Regions from separate parts of the Mus musculus genome. Here region 2 is linked to region 1. A link is a contact called in public promoter capture Hi-C data. All regions are on one chromosome and are shown on one strand. Each heading gives the region's core, a stretch centred on a gene start, on an enhancer-like site or on the middle of the called end of the contact. The rest is flanking DNA. Distances are from core to core; before and after follow the strand shown.

Region 1 (5,984 bases), core at 176-2,675:
AAGGTTGCCCTAGTGTCTGAACTAACAACCCCCTGTTTTCTGGCTAATGAGAGTCAAATCAGGAAGTGGGTTTGCAAATGGCTGGAAATTAGCATGCAAAGAGATCTTTATACAAAGAATGTTCTGGGCTGTGTGGGGTTTCTGATAGGAAAGGTTGTTAGTGCATTTGATTTATAAATCAAACGTGTGTGTGTGTGTGTGTGTGTGTGTGTGTGTGTGTTTTACAAATCTGTGCAGCACATCCATTATTTTATCAGAGTAGCAAAAAAAAAAAAAATCACACATTTTCACAAGGTTTGTGGCACCTCTGTAGGGCCAATGGAGGGTGATGGGGGCCAATTCTCTTCTTTTTTTGTGCCTCTTCTTGGGAGGTGGGGGACTTCCTGCCATTCCCCACTCCCTTCTCTCATGTCTCCCACAAGCAGAGACAGCCACATTCTCTGTGTGGAGTGTCCAGCCCTTTTCCTGGATTGCTCAGCAGGATAGACAGAGATAGTCCCACACTTCTTTCTTAGGCTCTCCCTGTGATGGGGGCCAGCAGTAGGGAGGAGTTACAGAAGAGCCCACTCAGATGTGGGCCTTCAGGGACCCTTGAGCACTGAGCTAAATGACTTGGGCACACAGTGGGGTTGTGCACATCTGACTTCCTGGGCTCAGGTTCTTTGAGAGCCTCCTGTGCTTCCTCACACCCCGCACGCACCCGGCCCCTTCACACCAGGGCTGTTTTATTGCTTTATTGCTTTAAGGCTCTTCAGAGCCTTACTCGCCAGAGTCCGGTGGGGCCTGTTCTCCACTTTCTCACTTCACCAAACCTCAAGTCTTGCTGTTTTAAGCAGTTTGGTCACTTGCAAAGGCTTCTCTTTCAGATCTGAGCAAATTATAAAAACCCCTAGGCATGTGGCAATCTTCAACTTTCACCAAGCCCCATCCACAACAATACAGAGGACACTAAGTGTTAATCCCAGCTGCCTCCCCACCCCCAAGGCCACCCAGCCTCTCCCCTGGCCACTCTTCCCTATTGAATCAAGCAAAAAATCTCAAAAATAATTTCCAACTTTTGCGATAAGCAAGTAAGAAGTAGCCTTTGTCTTTCCTGCTTACCACATCGAATGCTAGAAAATGATTGAAATAAAGGCGGTGATGGTACTCACAGTGGATGCAGCCCAAGAGTCATAGGACAAGCCTACCAACCAGCCTTGTCCAAATAGCACTATCCCCCAATTTAAACAGCTTTCTCTGAAAAGATGCAAGTTGAAAAGCCCGGGGTATTGATATGAATATGACCTCTCTCGCATTCTGGATATTTGGAACTATTTAAATCCAAGGGAACAGTTGCAGTGAACCTTTATTTAGTGAATAAAAGTTTAAAGCCAAAGGTTATTTATGGTTCTGCAGAGCCGGGACCTGAGTGGCTATTTATAAGCACGTGATTCCAATAAACTTTGTTTTATGGCTTGAGAGTTGACAAGCCAAAATATAATTCCCACCATAAATTAGGTTAAGAGCATACAAGTGCAGATGCTTGGTTCCTGTAGCAGCGATAGGCAAGTGAGAGGCTCCAGCCAGCGCCCCGGGCTCAGGAGACAGCTCTCCTCTAAGCTTCTCTACCAACGAAAAGAAACCCAGTAAGTCACTCATTACTTTGTCCACAATAACTCTAGAGTTGTGGGGCAGGGGGTCTGAGCCCAGCCTTCTCTGCTTGGGGAAAGCCTATCTATTGAAGTTCATTTTAATTTTAGCCTAAGCCTAACTTAATAAATTGAATGGGGGGTCTTGGCATTTCCCTCTCCTGTGTATACCTGGAACGTTGGGAAGTGAGGGCCTTCTACCCCAAAAGCAGGACTTACACTTGCCTCTCAGTAGTGGAGCAACAACTTTAAAAGTGGAAGAAAGCAATGATGGGGGGTGGGGAGGAGAGGGGACCGGTGTGGAGATGAGTTACCTCTGAGGTAGTTCAGAGCGGGGTTTGCCCCCCCTTTTCTTTTTCTTTCTGTTCCTAGAAGACTAAAAACTTGAAGATGGACATGAGTGCCCTGGGAACCACTGTTCTCTTTGATCGGTCTGTAGGTTCTCCTGCAGGTATGTTTAAAAAATTAATGTCAAACAGATAGAATGAGATCATATTTTAGACCATGTCTGTAAGATCTAGATCATTTTCCTTTAAACACATCAATTTCCCTTTCTGGTTATCTTTTGGGTTCTCATTTCCCCTCGGAAGGAAATGACTGTTTTGAATTGGAGACATGGAAAAAAAAAAATATGTCCCTGCCTGCCATGCCTCCTCTTTGAGGAGAATGCAGGTTTGGACGCTGGGGTGGAATTAAAAACCAACCTGAAACTGGAAAAGGAGGTCTGAACTGTTTCCAGAGGGAGCAGAATTGGGGTCGGGACAAATAGAATGTCTGCAGGCTCTCACCAGTGGGCTCGCACCCACCCTCCCACACCAGAAGGAAATGCACAAAGGCCTATTTTCTGACTTCCCATTTCCCCCCTGGGGAAACCCTGCCTCAGGCAGTCTGAGTCAGGCCGTATAACTGGTTGGGTTTTGCCCAAGGGTGCGTGAAGTAGGGTAGGTGACCAGGACAGACTCCCATAGCCCTTAGCTCTGCCTTTGAGGATGCTATCAGAGGAAAACTTTGTGCAGTACCCGAAGGCGGTCACCAGAAGCAAGGAGTTCTAGGTATTGGTGGAATGTCTGGGCCTTGTCACGTTCTGCATGTCGCCTATGGATGCTTTATTGTCCTGTGAAATTTGAGAGACCCCACTTTCATTGCAACAGGTTTTGGAGCGTCAGGGAGAACGAGGGAGAACCACTGTAAGTACCTTCCCTTTTCTTCCGAGGAACGAAAGGGTAGTGCTAAGACTGGGAGGAGGTGGGCGGAAGGTCCGCGCCAGCGGTGATGGGAGGGTTAAGGAGTAGCGGAGTGGCGCTGCCTCCCCAGGCCAAAACGGACTCGCTTCGTGGAGGGATGGAAGCTCTAGGCTGACCCTTTAGGAAGTATTTCTGGGACCTAGTTCACAGTCACCTGCTCAAGTAAACGCACCGCAGGGGACCGCCCTTGTCTTCCCGGACCTCTCTGGACCATACAGGCCTTTGCCAGGCTTCTCTGGCTCGCACAGGTGCAGCAGACTTGCAGCTAATTAGCAGCCCACCCTATCAACGAACTGAACTACGGGCGGGCCAGCATCCACAACTGCTAGAATTGACCCAATCAACACCAAGGCAACGGGGGTCCCTCTCTGCTGTCCAGCCATTATTCTCTCTGCCCAGTCTATCTCAGCCTTCTCTTGCTGTATATAGGTTTTAATTTAAAATTTGATTTATTACAGACAAAAACAAACATATAACCCTTGATGGTCTTGGGTGTGTTGGATTGGCCTGTTTCCAGGAAGGGCTACAACTTCTGAGCTTATGTAGACATTCCTCTCCTGTCCCTTTCTGGGTCCTAGCTTCACTGGTGTGGGTCCCAGTTTGGGATACCCGGTGAACAAAAAGAGTACTTTCTCTTTCCCTCCGTTTCTCCTTAGCTGCAGTTGAAGAATTTCTACTCTACTCCAGAGTCCAGTGGAATTGGGTGGGATCAGAGGCAGGGACTCCAGTTCTTTGGCTCTGAAGTTTGAAGCTGAGAATGCTGGTGACATCTTCTGGGTGTCATTAGAAGGGTTGGCACTAGAAGGAGAGTCAAGGAAATAGTAGAGGCTTGCCACTCACTGCAAACCACAGGTAGTTTAATTTTAATGGAACAGTAGCAGATTGGTAAGGACCACAGGGACCAGGCATCCTCCCTCTCTTGTGAGATGTCTTCCCTTCCTGGTCAGAGAAGCTGAGACTGGGCTCAGGGCCAGGTTTCTTTGCTGGGCCCCTGGTGAGGCTGAGCTAACAGGGAAGTGAAGACCTTTACAGCTTGTAGTTCCTTCTATGAACCAGGCCTGCACACAGTGAACCAGGCTCCATGGTGAAAAATCTGGACTCCCCAGACTTTCTCTGGCCTTGCCCCTGCCCTCTTCCTTGGCACCCTTGGCTGTGAGGGCTCATCTCTGCTGAGGCTGCTTGCTTGCTGGCGCCTTGTAGCTGCCCACAGCACAAAAAGCCGGAGAGATCAAAAGCATTTGTATGGGCAGTTGAGAGGGAGGTGAATATTTAACGCTTTTGTTCATCAATAACTTGTTGGCTTTGACCTGTCTGAACAAGTCGAGCAATAAGGTGAAATGCAGGTCACAATGTCTAACAAATATGAAAATGTGTGTACTCATCTTGGTCCTCACTCAACCCATCGGACTTCCCCAATTTGTCTGGGTAAAACAGAGGTAGGCCCAGTGTCCCCAGAAAGGCCTGTCAACGTGTCCATGGGTGAAAGGGCTGGCATTAGGAGAAACTGGGGAGAGTCTTTAAACAAACGGATTTTAACCCCCTTTTTTTTTTTTAGAACTGACACCTGGGAAATCCCTGCAAAATAGTGGAAGTGAAAGATGGTGGGAGGGCATGGAAGGGCAAAGTACAGGGTCAAAGTGAGCACCTAATTTTGCCAGATATGATGAGGGGAGTCTCCCTGCCCCACCCCATCAAAATCAAGGCATGGGGCTTGAAAGTGATTTTTCGAATTATATAGGAAGGGATCAAAACAATACTTAGAAATGTGGACATCTTCAATCTGTTATCAGGCATCCATAAGCTCGGCCCAGGCCAGGGCATCCCTCTGCCCCTGAAATCAGCCCAGCCCCAGAGTGCATCTGGGCTCTTGATGCCCTGAATTGAGGGGCAAGCCCAGGACAGCGGAGGCGCTGGGGCGGCGAAATTCGCGAACTTTTGTACTCTTCTGTGCTGCTGTCGGCAAAGCAAAAATAATGAAACTTTGTGATATGTTTGTAAATGATTTCGAATGACCCCTCGCCCTGCCCTTCACCATTAGCTCGACAGTCTCAGCCCAGGGAGGCTCGGTGGCCGCAAACAGCGCCTGCCTCCGGGTCTGCAGCAGCAGTCATAGCAGCAGCAGAAGCAGCAGCAGCGGGATCCGAAAGTCCGGCGGGGCTGAGGGCCCAGAAAGGTAAATGCTCGAATTCTAGGAGGACTAGCTGTGACCACTCACTTGGCTTAGGTTCTGGTGAAGACTATTCCTTTTGCCTTTTTCAAAACTCCCTTTCTGCTGCTGAGGGCCTTTGCTTCTTTTTGGGAAATACCACTTGATAAGGGGGCGGGAGATTTGGGTTCTGAGAAGGGGCAATTAAGCCGCCATCTCTGGGGTGAAAAAAAAACTCCCCTTCTTTTCTTTTCTTTTTTTTTTTTTTAAGAAGAAGAAGGTCCTGGCTGCTCAGCTACTTGGTGGCCCCCATCCTGGCAAGCCGATGAGGGAACTCATTGCTGTAGCGAGCAGCAATACTTAGAAATGCACCGAGCCTACCTGCACCATCTCTGAAAGCCAGGCTTGGTGAGTTCCTGGTGGCTGTGCTGAAGAGATCAGGTCTGGCAGCTGCCTGAATGTCTGCTCTGGGTAGGACCCGAGGTTGTAACGTTGTCTATATATACCCTGTAGAACCGAATTTGTGTGGTACCCACATAGTCACAGATTCGATTCTAGGGGAATATATGGTCGATGCAAAAACTTCATATATCTCCGACATGGCCAGAGACTGAGGCGCGGAGAGTACTGGCAGCCCAGCCGGCAAGCCACCTCTTTCTTTTTCATTACCTTAGACTCCAGGATGATCGACTTTGCCTGGTGAAATTGTACAGCCTTTTCCTGGAGAAACTCCTATAGATATTCCAGTAGGTGCTCAAGTGGTTGTCTGAGTGTAAAGCCAGAGAGCCAGGTTTTAGGGTATTAGAGAGTGAGGTGAAAGGCCAGAAAGCTCCAGCAGAAGCCCTGCTCTGAAGGAGCATGAGACACAAAGGTACCCAAATGGGGCTCACCTGCCCTTGTGTGGGAAGAAGACAAACTGAAAGATAGGCCATCGGAGACCGTTGGGGTACATTTAGGCAAGGTTAA
Region 2 (5,515 bases), core at 2,724-5,223, 1.6 Mb after region 1:
GAGCTTGGTCCCTGAAGATACTGTCTTGCAGTGAACTGCTAGTAGAGACCTTAAAAGTCCCAGAGCAAAAAGTACATCACTTCTACCAATATCACCTGTCCATCAGAAACAAAAATAGTGCTCACTTTACTGAGGATTTACAAAACACAATTAAAACACTCATTTCATTGAGGTTTTATAATCAGAATTAAGAAAACAACTCTCTGTGATGGTTTAAAATGATGAGAGAAAATCCTGAGCTTTGGAGACACAGTAACCTTCCTATAGTCTCTGCCCTCCCATGGTCACGGCGATGTTCTCAATTAAAAGGCTTACTTACAAGGAAAGTGAAGACCAGGCAGTAGCAAGAATACTACTGGGACTTGTAATAAAGCAGGCTTTAAAAAAAAGAAGTGGACTGATTATGTCCAATTATACCCCATTCTATAAAATACTTAAAAAAAAAAAAGGCCTCCATTACATCTAGGACAGCATAGAGAAAGCTCTTTGATCTGTGAATAGGCTAATCGAAGAACTGCTCACATAATTCCCATCCTTTCAGTGAGAGCAGCAATCAGCCATCAGAATGGAACGTACAAGTCACGCAAGTCATGAAGTCTTACTTTTTCGTCATCTTCTGTAAATGGAGCACCCTCAGGGACCTTATTTATCGCCTGGGCCACACCGATAATCTCCCCGTCGCTGTTCCGAATGGGCATGCACAATAGTGATTTTGTCTTGTATCCAGTCAGCTTGTCAATTTCATCATTGAATCTTCGGTCCTAAAAATAAGACAGAAAGCATTCATTTCAAGGGCAAGGAGGTGAGAGGAGGTGCGGAAGCAAGGCCCTAGGAAAGCTCCCCTCTCCCCGGCTTTTATTCTTAGGGATGGATTTGATATTGTGTTGAAATGGCCAAAATAAATGATAAATTATCATGATAATTGTGAGCCAAGCTAACAAAAGGAAAAGGGCCAGTGTCCTAAGGAAAGTTCACTGTGTTCTTTTTAATAAAATATACTATTTCACAATGATAACTGAGTATGAAATAGTACATGAGAAAGTGACTATCACATATGCAAGAAACTACTAAAACCTTCAGGAAAGAAGTAGTTTATGTTGGATTAAAATTATTCTGGAAAAAAATCTACTCATCCATTCTTATAGTTCTAAAATAGTTCCAAAAAGGAGTGTGGGGGGGGGGGTTGGGGGGTAATAAAAAGAATACCAGCTAAAATATGTTGAATAAGTAGCTCAATTATGTAGTAACTTGTCATTAACTATCAACAAAACAATGATCATAAGCAAGGATCACCAGTGACATTAGGTGAAGGATGCTAAGAAGAATACTTACATGACCTTCAAAGGCCACCCTAAAATATTTATTAATGATAATGGCAATGTGAGTTCTATAATGAGGAGACCCAGCAAATTCTATCTTAGACAAGTAATTACATTTCCCAGGAATGAGCCAAAATAACATCATTGTCACCCGACACGATGCCTTGGGAAGGAAATGTGCCCCTAAGAACATGGGGTGTTCATATCAAATGGACAGCAGAAACCATCTTCTAGGAAAAGAGACCCAGGAAACAGGATCTGGGCAGATGGCTTACTGTGGAAAACACTTGCTACACAACCATGAAGACACGTGTTCAATCCCTGGCATGCCATAAAAAGCCAGGCACAGCTGTGTGTGTCTGTGACCCCAGGCCCCAGGAAGGAAGAGACAAGTGGATCCATGGAGAGACACTGATGTTAAGGTTGACCTTTGGTCCACATACGCAAAGAAACAGGGCACATACACACATGCAGATATGCCCATAGAAAGAGGGAAGAGAGAGAAGTCGGGGGGAGGTGCGGACAGACAGAGAAGTCGACAAGCAGTTATTCCATCAGAAACCCAGTCTGGATTCTTCAAATAGTGTCAGCATTAAATTCAAAGCCATGGGCTCTGCAAAGAGGCATGAAATCCAAAGGAAATGTGCGGCTCTTCACTGGATGTGTTGGGGACAGAGCTGAACAAGGTTAGATTGCAGCCTTAACAGATGCTTTGCTGCTGGGATGCTGCTATTGCTATTGGAGCTATTTAGGAGAGTGTCCTTAATTTCAAGTTATTCACGCTAGGCTATCTGGAAGGTGTATACAAAATTTTCAAACTATAAATAAAGAAGGGAGAAATAAAGAGGGAAGAAATGAAGGACAGAAGAGAAGGAGGGAGAGAAGGAGCAAGGATTGATTGCTGAGGGGGCAGTAGGAACTGATTGTATGTCAGGGAAGGTGACAGTCAGGGCGAATTTGGTTTGCTGTTTCAAGCCCAGGGCTAGCGTGAGATTTGTCTAACGATCCACAACTGTGTGTGTTAAAGCCCCTTAAAACACATAACCACATTCAGCTCCCTCCAGCCATTTGAGCTACTGATTTTCACAAGGGCTTGAGGCAACTGGTATTGACAAGACGAGCTCCTCAAGACATGTGTCTAGTTTATGTTTTTACTCGTGTGATGAAACACCATGATCAAAAACACCTTGGGGAGAGAAGGGTTTATTTCAGCTTATGCTCTCAGGCCATGCTCCATTGTGGAGGTAAGTCAGGGCAGGAATCAAGGCAGGAGCCTGGGGGAGGGGGGGCAAGAACTGAAGCAGAGGCCAAGAAGGAGTGCTGCTTAACTGGCTTGCTCCTGGCTGCATTCTTTGCACCCCAGGGCCACCTGCCCAGGGATGAGGCTGGTGATCAATGGGAAAATGAACAAGGAAAACTAGGACCTCATGACGTGATACACACAGTTTCAACACTGCAGTGTTTGATTAGACTAGAGCTGTTTGCCTCACTGTGAACAAAAATCAAGACCATGGTAGTGGTGACTGGCTGAGCTGTTAAAAGAACTTGCTCTTCCAGAAGACCTGGGTTTGATTCTCAGCACCCACGTATTGGCTGATAACCGTCTATAACTCCAGATCTAGGGGATCCTATGACCTCCACAAGCACCAGGCATAAAAGTGGTACACGCACATACAGGCAAAACCCTCCAACATAAAATCAAGTAGATAAATCTAATTTGAAGAAGTGTTTAAAAACATAGTAACAGAAACGAGCAAACTGCAATCCAATGACGTATGTATAACATAACAAATGTTTAATGACCTCACACGGATCATTTACAGATTCAAATATGGAGCAAAAATGTAAGTATTCATGAGAAAAACAAACATCGAATGTGCTCTGTGGTTACCTACAGAAAAGAGAGGCAATAGAAACAAGGAGGTATAGAGAAGCTTTGTAAAAGAGTTTTGCTTCTTTATAAAAAGAGCTAGGAAGTGAGAGGATGGTTCTCTGGAGAGGAACAGGTCTCTGGGTGCATACGGAGGCTGGACTATGTTGATGTGGGCATCCTCTGAGAGTCTTGACCTTGTCAGGATTTCTGAAGAACCAGCTACCCCAGGATAGTGTGGACATGCAATCACCTGTCACACAGTCTCCAGGCAGGCTCCCAGGCTGTCTGTCACAATGGTGAGAAAGTTGTCCATGAGCCTGCATCATGACCTGGTAATGGTTTTCTTTTTCTTTTTCACTTTTATTCCTGTTTTATTTTACATTGTATAATATCATACATAATATTTATACAATATACATTTTATATATAATGTATCGCATTTTATGTATCATATAGTGTATTTCATAATCATATAAGGATATTTAATGTTTCTTTTCTATTAAGATTATTGGAAAGTTATCTTGTCTTTCTAGGTTTTCTTATTTTATTTTGAATTTCATTATTTTATTTTTAATTAGCGTGTAAGTTAATAGGGTTTTGTGGCCTTTTCATTCACCATGAGTGTGAGCTGATCACACACATACTTGCTCTGCAGTGGAGTCCTCCTAGGCTGATCCTCCGCACAGTTTCACTCTTGGCTCTCACTAGATCTTGCACAAACCTTCTCCTTATCCAAAGAGCGCTGCAGGAAGCTTTGAGGGCTGGCAAGCCTCTGACACTCCTGCAGTTGACCTTTGCTGGGCTTTGTTATCTCAACCACTAGGACATAGGCCCTGCAGAGCTGTGGAAGCTCTGACTGTGCCTCTCTTTGCCTCTGTCTTGTCCTGAGATTCATCTGAGATTAGGAGAAAACACCAGATCAGTTCCATGACTGAGACAGGCCTTTCCTCCTAATACAAAAATTTAACCTTTGAGTCAAAATTTGACAGCCGCTACATTGGGGAATTTTTGAGACCAAATTCCGTACTGTGGTGAGTCGAGCTGGGGTGTTTCCCAGCCTCTCTTAAGAGTTTCCATGGTGCAGCTAGACTTAATGGGAGAGCCGTTCCCTTTTGTTTACTCTTCCCTTAAGGGGATTTAATTTCATTACTACAATATATGACCAAATAGCTCCTCTATTTGTCCTCGTAATGAAGGTTAAAGCGAAAGATTGTTAATTCATAAGTAGAACTTTGCAGAAGCTTAGGCGGGGCTTAACTTTCAGAAGGCTCTTCCCTATGTCTAGATCTACTGATGGCTGCTCACTACATACCCTAGAGGAACTGGGAGCCAGAGAGATACTAACTATTCACAACTGACTTCCAGATCCAGGAGGAAGAACCTGTAAAAGGTGAACCTAGAGAAGCTCTGTTAGGGGAAAGTTCTCCTCAAAGGTCTATCACAGTACTACACATTCTAGGGACTGGAGAGAGGGCTCAGTACTAAGATTATTCGTTGCTTTTGCAGATGACCTAGGTTCAGTTCCCAGCACGCACGTGGTGGCTCACACTATCTGCATCTCCAGTTCCAGGGGATCCAACATCCACTGTGTGTGCCCAGAAGGCAAATATAGGGCACATATATGCAGGTAAAACACTAATATATCTAAAATAAAATAATAAATCTAATTTTTAAGTATTAGAAATTCTAAGCTGAGGTTTAATTTTCAAAATTGTTTTTTACTTCCCTAAATTGCAGACATGATAATGATACATATTGCTATGTTTCCACTATGAGAACCATCTAAAATAAAATTGTATTTTATGAAAACATACTTAACTAAGTGCTATGTAATAAAAATGTATCCAACTCACTCGTATAAAAAGTCTATAAAACAAATGTAGTACAATGTTAAGATTATGGAGATGAATGATTTATTCTTCTATAACTATTTACATTTATTTTAAAAACTAAGAACTTTTTGTATCTGATACAGGACTGGAGTAGTAGCTACATGGGAGGAAGTTTTGAGATAAAGCTTGAAGGTGCTCTGGGCTAGGGAAAGGGCAGGGGGTTAGAAACGGAAGCAGGGAGATTAGTGAATGAGGCAATGATGTTTCTTGGGGGGTTAGTGTAATGGGAGAAAATAGATTAAAATATTGAGCCTTTAGTTTTAATCTGAAAAGTGTAGGTGGGAATGCCAATTCCAGGGTCGGAGGAGACTGAGACAAAAGTGAAGTCTACGTATAAAGATAACAAAGAAAGTCATTAAATCAGTTTACTGAGCAAGGTGGAGAACCTCTTTGGGCCGGCTGTGTCAGATGTTCTCTTCTTTGACCACATG

The links. Promoter capture Hi-C pulls out the DNA fragments that hold promoters and counts their contacts.
Region 2: a promoter capture Hi-C map of 3T3-L1-derived adipocytes shows a contact between it and region 1, with 3 times the contacts expected there. The contact joins the enhancer-like site here to the promoter of Hoxd4 in region 1. A contact is called at or near these places in 5 of 39 promoter capture datasets (3T3-L1-derived adipocytes, the C10 cell line, hippocampal neurons and 2 more).

The regions. Positions count from the first base shown.
Region 1 is chr2:74,720,553-74,726,536 of GRCm38.p6, forward strand. It overlaps Hoxd4 (homeobox D4), which reads left to right and starts at 1,426. Exons shown (of 6, transcript NM_010469.2): 1 at 1,426-1,625; 2 at 2,001-2,079; 3 at 2,780-2,815; 4 at 4,911-5,426. All of the region lies in intron 1 of Hoxd3 (homeobox D3), which reads left to right. It overlaps Mir10b (microRNA 10b), which reads left to right and starts at 5,518; the gene lies at 5,518-5,585.
Region 2 is chr2:76,290,563-76,296,077 of GRCm38.p6, forward strand. Pde11a (phosphodiesterase 11A) reads right to left here. Exons shown (of 20, transcript NM_001081033.3): 2 at 603-761. Among named protein-coding and RNA genes, the nearest start is that of Pde11a, 46 kb to the right of the region's middle. Within about 2 kb of position 3,974, at least 12 of the 459 cell types and tissues checked have an H3K27ac peak or open chromatin away from gene starts, as enhancers often do. A contact at or near this core is called in 3T3-L1-derived adipocytes, where this site is marked.